Regions from separate parts of the Gossypium hirsutum genome. Here region 2 is linked to region 1. Evidence: chromatin contacts called from public Hi-C data. All regions are on one chromosome and are shown on one strand. The core of a region is the stretch at or near the end of the contact, and the rest is flanking DNA. Distances in the headings are between cores, read along the strand shown.

What was found. A called contact is a pair of places that touch in the nucleus more often than the background predicts.
Region 2: a Hi-C map of leaf shows a contact between it and region 1, with 1.9 times the contacts expected there. The contact joins the promoter of LOC107946950 here to the promoter of LOC107946869 in region 1. A contact is called at or near these places in 2 of 34 Hi-C or Micro-C datasets (both in leaf).

What each region holds. Positions count from the first base shown.
Region 1 is chrA08:79,403,997-79,408,587 of Gossypium_hirsutum_v2.1, reverse strand. It overlaps LOC107946869 (glutamine-dependent NAD(+) synthetase), which reads right to left and starts at 2,942. Exons shown (of 14, transcript XM_016881366.2): 1 at 2,562-2,942; 2 at 1,901-2,206; 3 at 1,630-1,673; 4 at 1,451-1,627; 5 at 1,161-1,264; 6 at 677-811; 7 at 412-580; 8 at 93-228. The coding sequence starts at 2,755.
Region 2 is chrA08:79,815,952-79,821,156 of Gossypium_hirsutum_v2.1, reverse strand. LOC107946950 (probable inactive ATP-dependent zinc metalloprotease FTSHI 1, chloroplastic) reads left to right here and starts at 2,743. Exons shown (of 15, transcript XM_016881462.2): 1 at 2,743-3,651; 2 at 3,812-3,896; 3 at 4,396-4,830; 4 at 4,923-4,976; 5 at 5,066-5,131. The coding sequence starts at 2,945.

The DNA.
Region 1 (4,591 bases), core at 1,693-4,192:
ACCATATGTATTCTCAGTAGTCAGCTCAAGAAAGTCAAGCCTCACAACCAGCTTGAAGAAAGAATAGCTATGGATGTATGCTGTGACCTGACCTGTTTTCAGAACCCATGTAGACCGTATAGAATATACGTTTAGCAAATTCCTTGCTGTCAGCTGGAAACTTTCCATCAGTGTAATTCCCGATCCGCATTGCATCAGCTTTAACTTGTTCGTCTCCATTTGCAATTTCTGAAACACAGTATGTATGCGCAAAATTAATTATTAACAGAAAATATGATGCAGAAGACTCGTCAGTAAGGGTTTTAGTGACAGGAAAAGATTCTTGACGAATTGAAGTTCAAAACTCCAATAAAAAAGCAGAAACGAAGCAGTGCTACTTGGCAGCAGGATACAATGAAATCATAAATTAACCTTTGACAACAAGTTGGCACATGCATCCAACTATAGCAGCTACACAGGAACTGTCTGCGCCACCAGAAAGAGGAAGCAAAAAACCAGAAGCTCCACTTCTTCTTAAATAGTCCCATAGCCAACAGCCAGGACCAAATGCTATTTCTTCCTCAGGAGAATGGTACATGATCTTCAATTCATAACATAATGCAGTTAGGTAATAAACAATCACTAATACAGAGAAGCTTTTTATTTTCACAGCAATGTCTTCTGAGCAAGAACGAACCTTCTGTGGACTAGAAAGTAACATTTTCAGGTTAAAAGGTTTGCAAATATTGTAAGGTACAGTTACAGATGAGACTTTGGTTTTGCAACTTGCTTGTTCTTGAAAACTACTTATGGATCCTCTTAAACTAGCAACCTGTAGTTAACAAAGAAATGCAAAAATTTCAGTATAATTTTTCATATGCATAAGTATTGGAAAATGCGGCAAACCCTAACTTGCCACCAATTTGTATAAATAGAATCTTCTTGTTGTGACCATTAGGCATTAATAGTATTTTGTCTTCAATAATTGCCTTCATATTATTTATTTATTGGACTTCTTGTGGCAGAGATTCTCAAAATAGGAGATCATCATTTTCCCTTCTCTTTTATGCAAAAAAACCTTAACAAAAGGTAATACATTAATAGCATTCAAGCTTCAAGTAAGAATACTTTTCTAATACCCAACAAACATAAAAATATTGGAGTGCAAAGTTACAACATACCGCATCTAAATCTACTTGAGCAACCACAACCTCAACATCCTTCAAGGAGAACTGTGAGCCTTGAGCAACCACCTCTCCGTTCACAACAACACAGGAACACCCATCTGAAATAAATAAATTAGTGCTCAATAAACCAAACAATATTTTTGCACGAAAGACAACACATTTTCTAATGGTGCAGAAGCACCAAAGCAAGATTACTACTTAAATCATATTGCTAGTTAAATTTATGCTGGAACCTAGAGTAAAGTTACCATGAAATAAAGTGGGAAATAAAGCATGTTATTTACCATAATACAGCCGTGCACCATCACAGCCCTGGTGGTTACTGTACATGTAAACCCCTCCACGAGTATAAGTAGCACCTATAAAAGCACGAAGTCGAAGGTCTAGCTTTCTCAATTGATGGTGACTCCCACTGGCATTCAGGAAAACTTCAACCCCATTTAATGCAAGCTCGGTATGGGAGGATTAGGAGTAAAAAGCTCTTCACAAATTTCTGCCGCAACAGCTCTAACAAGGGATCAAATAGGTTCAAATATTAGTGTTTCATCAAGAACCCATGACAAACTTTCATATGACGAGCGATGTAACCTATTTGCATGTTAAGTTACATTTGCATCATTACATAGAGAAGACATGATCTTATGATGATCGATATTGGTTATGACATCATTATGAGCTAAGGCATAAAACTTAATGGAAACTAATAAGAGAAGAACCTGTAGTATTAAGCTTACGTGTCCAAAAACTGAATGTATCCGTAACCAAAAGGCACTAAGTTCTGTGATAAGGCCTCAGAAATTTCAGGTGGGATCTGAAATTCTACAAGCTGGTCCTTTTGCTTCCATGTGGTAAACCAGCGAAGCTCCCTGTAATTGCCATCATTTGCAAGCCACATCTTTGGTCTTATCATGACAATTTTCCGGTTAAAACACAAAACTTGACAATTATAACGCTCTGATCCTCTAATGATGGGCATTCCTATGCTGCACAATATGCCGTCCGTCCAATCACCAAGAAGTATTTCTTTCAAACACTCCCACCTGCAAACAAATAATCCCAACTGTCATTTCAGAGAAGCAAAATATTAGTTGTGTCATTCAAACAACCAAGCATTATCCAGAAAAAAAAAGAAAAAAAAAAGGGGGCACTTTCCTAAATAAAAAAACCAAATGTTTCAGTTTATACTGTAAATTTAGAAAAAAAAAAGAAGAAGCAAAAAACATACGCTGCATTCCATAAAGAAAAAACCAGTAATCACTACAATTCAATTCTAATAACCAACAAACGACTGATGACCCAAGTTTTAATAACCTCACAAAGCAAAGCAAAGCTCCAAGAATCTCTCTTCTTCTTTTTTTTGGGGGGGGGAGGGGAATAAAAAAAAAGGGAACTTACGCGTGATTGACTGTATCGAGTTCCAAGAAATGATCTTCACAGCCATAGCCAGTGATTTCAAGCTCGGGTCCGAGCCTGATGACAGCACCAACTTCTTTTGCCCTTGTTATGGAATCCTTAATGTGCTTCAAATTGCAATCAAAATCCATCGCCCATTGGTTCAAATTACAGGTGGCGACTTTCAGCAGTCTCATCTTTGAGGGAATCTCTTAAAAACAATTAAAACACCCAAAAATTAAAATCAGTTCACTCAAAATCACTTGCAAAGAGGAAGAAGAAGAAGAAGAAGAAGAAGAAGAAGAAGAAAGGGAGGCGGACGGGAAATACGAGGTGGGTGTTTCGATATGGGACAGAGAATTAGCGGCCTTGTATTTGGCGCATCAGATTCGGTTTTATACAGGACTTTTAAGAAAGGAAGACAGAGACTTTGAATTCAGGTTAACGGGTTCAAGGCTCCAGGATCCTTGGACGGGTTTAACTGCTGTTTTGGTTTTGACTTTTTTTAGTTTGACACGTACAATTACAAAGTGTCTTACTGTCTATGAAAACACGTCGTTTGACGCGTGTCAAATGGGATCCCCTTTTTTTTTTTTTGCTGCATTTTATTTATTTATTTTTCTTAATTTATTTATTTTTCCGAAGAAATTCTTATTTTTCTTTCCAATTTCCTATTGCAGGATTTGGGAACATAAATTTAGATTTATATTTTCAAATATTTTTATTTAAAAATCAAAATGCTTAAAATTCAAGATTTTAAATTAATTGAAATTTAGTATTTCAACAATTCAATTTTAGTTTTGAATTTCTAATTATTTTTAATCTTCAAAAAGGGTTTTTTACCTATATATTATAAAAATAAAAAAATTACTTAAATGGTATGTTAAATAAATTATGTTCCAAAATGGTACGTCCAAACAAGTGGAAGGTAGTGTATAGGCGGCATCACTCTAAAATATTGACACATTTGACTGAAAAAATTATTAAAAAATTGATAATGACAACTAAATAGGTGATACCTAAAGAAATACGGGTCAAATATGACCCGTATACGAACAAAACCTGACCTGCTGTTACAGATGGGACACGACAACTAAGCAGCACTGGTCATGCCTACTAGAGAGGCAGCACTGACTGGTCATGCTTACTAGAGAGGCGGCACACCTATAGCTTGTCAGTGATTGGACGAGTCGGATGGCATGCCCGTAAGTTGTGTTTTTGGGGACCATTATAAGATCCCCAATGTCCTAATTTTTGCTGGAAGAGAGAAGAAAATCTTTGAAGAAGAGAAGAAGAAGAAGGAGAGAGCGGGAAGGGGAAAAAGAAAGAAAAAAAGAGAAGCAAAATAGAGAGAGGAAAGGAGAAAGAGAAGGAAAAAAAATAGAAAAGGAAAAGAGACATTGTTGTTTAGGAAAGATTTGATGTTTAAAAGAATAGTAAATGATAATTTTTTTATTTAGTAAGTTTTTTTGTTATAAATAAATGTTAATTATTTTTATTTTTATTGTTGATTTAATTCGAATTTAATTTTTAATTTAATTTTTATAAGGTATTATTTAGTTAAAAAGAGCTATTAAGGTATATTTGTATTTATTTTATATTTTCATTCATTCATAAGTTATTTTTAATGTTTATTGAAGTAAAAAAGCCTATTTATGTTGTGTGTAAAGAATGTTTTATTTTTTATATAATTTATTTGTTATGTGTGTTTTAGGTTGATTAGATTTATTTTTTATGTAATTTATTTGGCATGTTATTTTGATTATTTTAATATAATTTTATTTTTATTTTTTATGTAGGTAAAAGATGAGACCATTGAGTTGGAATTTATGAGATAAATTAGGAATAATAGTTTACAAGTTCTAATTTTTTAAGATTTAATAATTGAGAATAAGAGTTTATGTTTTTAAATTTTATTTTATGTTTTTTATAAATATTATAAATGAAATTTCTTTCGAATCCTTCTATGCAAATTTTTTTTATTATATTTTTTGACAATAATTAAGTTGGCATGTTATTATATATATTATATT
Region 2 (5,205 bases), core at 1,494-3,993, 410 kb before region 1:
TATACTAATTGTAATAATTAATAATGTGCAACACCTAAATGATTGTTTTGTAATAATTAACTATTTTTTTATTTATGACATTTTTATTTACATCACAATATTTATAACTAAAAAATACATCACACTCATCATTGGGTAGAATGTGTGCTACAAGATGGTAGATGACGGTCACATACAAGATATTTTAGTGGAACCGGGCGTACAACAGGAGGATTAATAGGAGGTGCCTCCAAGGTGATACCGGAGGTGTATTTGGAACTGCAGGCATATAGGTTTCCTCATCATCATTTAAATATGTACCTAGCATGGCCCACTAGGCAACTATTTTTTCGAGATCATTATTGTCATCATCTTCCTCTGTGGTTGATTGTTGCATTGTCCTTGCCTGCTATCATGTATTTATCACTCCCGCATATGGTGGTTGTGACGATGAGCTGCCTCGGTAAAACAGTGATGCGCGTAGTGTTTAGGTCACTATAGGCATATAACCATAATGTACCCTTAATCCCGAATACATCAGCATTGACCCATGCATTGCCTGATGCATGGGTATTTGCATCGATATTGTCGTCGATGGCAGTGCATACGTCGGCATCTGTCTCGATATAGGGTTTGGTATCAACATTAGCATTGGGAGTAGTATGCGGAGAACATCGATCCCTCGAAATATGAACCTGCAGAAACAGAAAATCTGTCCACATGTAGTGGGGTCCGTAGTGCGGTGGTGCTTGTAAAAAATACATGAGGTTAGTGAATTGAATGAGAATAAGTTGAGGGAGCTGACTCGAATATTGCGTAGCCACAGGCGGCACATCTTTTGCCAGAGTTGATGACGAACCTATCGTGCGACTATGTCTCCTCCTATGTTATTGTGGCCGTCGACGTTGTTTTTTCGGTCAAATTTATCTACTCCTCGCCTTCGGTAGTAACAAATATGGCTTGCTGACGGCTTTGAACCATGTCAAGTAATCATCAGTTGTCGCCGTGTCCATCGAGAAAAATGGTTTGCGCGCTAGTAGGGATTCTATCTTACGATTCCAAGCTTGGATGTGCTCCTTGTACTTCTCCGCCTAGCCCTCGTCGTTCTTCCCCAGCATTTTCAACTTGTACAGTTCGTTCATGTCTTGCAGTGACGGTGGAATTCATTGCTTAGACCTGAATTGTCATGGAACCCATTAGATTTGTCGTTTCCACCGTCGTGTACACTACTAATGACACCTTCGCGTTCCACATTTTTGGTTGTCCAACATTTCCGGTGGGATGCAAGATATGATCTCGGGTCGGCATACAACATCCATTCAAACTGAAAAGCAAAAATTGTAATTATTGTCACGTACTAATTTTTTTAATGAATCATTGTGTAATTAATATAGGTTCGAAAAGGATAGGGAATTAACCTCAGTTTTTGAGTGTTGATCTAACAGTAGCCTAACGTTTTCTAACTCGTCGGGTAGTCTCATGTAATTCAGTCTATGGTTCCATATGTACAAACGATATATTAGGCAAAACGTATAATAAATAAAAACATTTACTGCACAAACTACGTATTTATTGATAAATGATGTTTACCTCGTCACCAACGAGAACATGTATTGGTTAGTGACTCTATGACGTAAAAATGGTATTCGCCACCAATGCCACGATTGCAGCAACAAAAGCACCACCGATCGACATCTTATCCAATTGCATTGCCCAACAAAGCTCTCGGTATAACATCGACAGCACAACAGATCCCCAACTTAGTTTTGCACATTCGCTAAAATCCATTAGATGTCGAAGCCACCTTACGTATACCAAATTTCTAGATTTATCAAGCATTAAAATGCCTCTGATTAACCTCATGATGAATGCTTGGGCGTACTGTTGTATGACCTCCTCCGTTGAGTCGTCGAGAAGCTTATCAAAAATTTTCTCCAACCAGTTGATCAATTTCCGACCACCTTTGAACCTGTTTGGGATCTTTCCTAAGATTGCCATACTGAGGTTCACTTTCCCTCGAACCACGCTGATCCTGTGATGATTCGCCCATCCACCAGCAGGCCGAGCTTTAATGCTGTGCCCTTGAGTGTGATTGTACACTCTCCAGATAGAAGGTGGGTAGTGTGTGTTTTAGGCCTCCATCTTTCTACCTATGCGCTGACTAATGTGGGATTGAGTTTACAGCCCCTTTGCATGCGAGACACATGCAAGAATCCAGCCTCTTGTAGGTACCCATGAATTTCAAGGATCAGAGGCTCCCCTATATTATGTAAAAACGCCTTCAGCACACAATCGTTCGTCTATTTATAACATTAAAATACGATATAATTTAAAAAAATATTTTTAAATGAAAATATAAATAAATTTTGAATAAAAACTTGAGAGAATTTGAGAGGAGAATCTGAATGAAAAAAAAGAAAAGAAAATTAAGGGTAATTATAGGTTAAAAAAAATTACCATTAAGTTTTTAATTTTTTTTATGGTTTGGCATGACAACGGTCGAAATAACCTTTATAATTACCGTTGAAAGAAAACTTATTCAATTTAACGCGTTTTATTACCATATGTAAAGGAAACACGCCCAATTAAATTCCCTTTCAATTTCTTTCTCCTAAAACCAACCTATTTTCCCTAATAAAATTTAAAATCTACCTACACGTAATTATAAAATAAAATCGGCCTTTGGCCCATTTTGACACCAATAATAAACGTAAGCGGATGGCTACACTTATTAAAGCCGGTCAGGCCTGACCCGGATAAGCTTCGCTCTTACGGATCCTGGATCCGGATAAGTGTGGAAAAGCAACTATCAACTCCCATTTCTTCTTCCTCATTTTAATTTATCAAAAACCCTAGTCGGATATACCCTATTCTGCAATTTTGGTGAATGAAATTGATGCTGAATATTGCTTTGTTCCAATGCCCATTTTGTAAACCCTAATGCTCTCCGAGTTTGCTGAAGAGGATGGCCACCATTGCTACTCTAATCTCAGCTCGGGTTAATTTTCCAAAACCCTACTCTACTCCTATCAAATCTCTCCCCAAACGAATACATCCCTCGAATTTGACCCGAAAATTCCGATCAAGAGCTCCGTTACTTCACCGATCATTCACGGTTTTATGCGAATTACAATCCTCACAGCCCGGTGGTGACACTAGCAAGCCCAAAGGGGATGACTTTGTGACTAGGGTTTTGAAGGAAAACCCTAGCCAAGTAGAGCCCAGGTACCTCGTTGGTAACAAGATTTACACCTTGAAAGAAAAAGAGGATTTAAGAAAAGGTAGCAATCTGGGTTTGATCGAAATTTTGAAGAAAAAATTGAATACAAAATCAAAATCAAAAAATGAAACCATTGGAGGGGAAAGAGAGAGTGAAACTAGTGAAAATGACTACGTGTATTTGAATGATATTTTGAGGGAGTATAAAGGGAAGCTTTACGTGCCAGAGCAGATTTTTGGGGCAGAGTTATCCGAGGAGGAGGAATTCGAGAAGAATTTGGAGGAATTGCCCAAAATGAGCTTGGAAGATTTTAGGAAAGCTATGGAAAGTGACAAGGTTAAATTGTTGACTTCCAAGGAGGTTTCTGGTGTTTCATATGTTGGTAGGTATTGGGACTTTGTTGTGGATTTGGAGGATATTCCTGGTGACAAGAGCTTGCAAAGGACTAAATGGTGAATGTCAATATGGCTCGCATCTTTTTCAAGTTATATTTCTTTTCAGTTCTCTATAATATATATCTATGTGAATATTAATATGGCTTGGAATTTTTTCTAGTTGTATTGCTTTGCAGTTCTCTGTAATATATCTATGCGGTTTGTTTTATCTTTGTAGGGCAATGAGATTGAATGAGAGTGAAGCCCAAGATCTTTTAAGAGAGTACACTGGACAACGATATGAAATTGAGACGCCCATGACGGTGATAAACCATTTAACCGTTCTTTGATTCTCTAGCTATACATGAAATCGTTGCTTATGAGTATTTTATAGAATAACTATGAGGTGGTTGTAAAGTTGCTTTATTTCGATAGCCATGGATTAGTTCACTTTGTACATGTGTTTTGATGTATATGCCCTGGTTTTTGTGAAAACTATAGTCCAAAGTATCCACTTAATAATTGAATTAACTGGAAATGATGAGGTTTATGTCAACTTAGCAAGATCATAGTTCCTGTTGTAAGAATTGCCTTGATCACTTGAATCTTATATAATATTAGTATGTGGAGTTTTGTTAGTAATATCTTTGATTAAATATTAAGACTATATCTTTCCTTGAAGTTCCGAGAAAAAAAAGTGTGAAGAATAGAGACCATTGCACATGTCATAGGCATTGAAGCATGTTTGGTACTTTGGTGTCGGGTAATCTGTATCTTTTGGTTCCTTATTAATCTCCTTTACTGTTTAAACTTGTGATGCAGTCTTGGGTGGGTAAAATTCCAGAGTATCCTCATCCAGTGGCATCTTCCATATCCAGCAGAGTGATGGTAGAGCTTGGAATGGTGACTGCTGTAATTACTGCCGCAGCAGTTCTTGTTGGAGGGTTTCTAGCAGCTGCTGCATTTGCTGTCACCAGTTTTGTCTTTGTAACAACTGTATATGTTGTATGGCCCATAGTGAAACCATTTGTTAAACTTTTTCTAGGTATCATATTCAGTATATTAGAGAGGATTTGGGATAATCTTGTTGATGTGTTTAGTGATGGGGGGATTTTCTCCAAGTTGTATGAATTTTACACTTTTGGTGGTGTATCTGCTAGTATCGAGATGCTAAAACCCATCACACTTGTCCTTTTCACCATGGTTCTTCTTGTGCGTTTCACACTTTCAAGAAGACCTAAGAACTTCAGGAAATGGGTAATCATTGCTCATCTCTGCAAATTTTACTGTTTGATCTGATTTGTTTATTGCAAAGAGTATGTAAATAATACTGTTTACAAAAATGGCAGGATCTATGGCAAGGCATTGATTTTTCGCGATCCAAAGCAGAAGCTCGTGTTGATGTGAGACTTGAAATATTACTTGTTCATCTTTATCTTGCTAGAGTCCTGTGTTGCATTTCTAATGCTACTTCAGAAGTTTTTTCTTTCAGGGTTCAACTGGTGTTAAGTTTAGTGATGTAGCAGGCATAGATGAAGCAGTTGAGGAACTTCAAGAGGTATCCATTTTTCTATTTGAAAATAGATGAAAGAGAAGGATGATCCCTGTTTGAGTTGTGCAAATGGTTCTTTT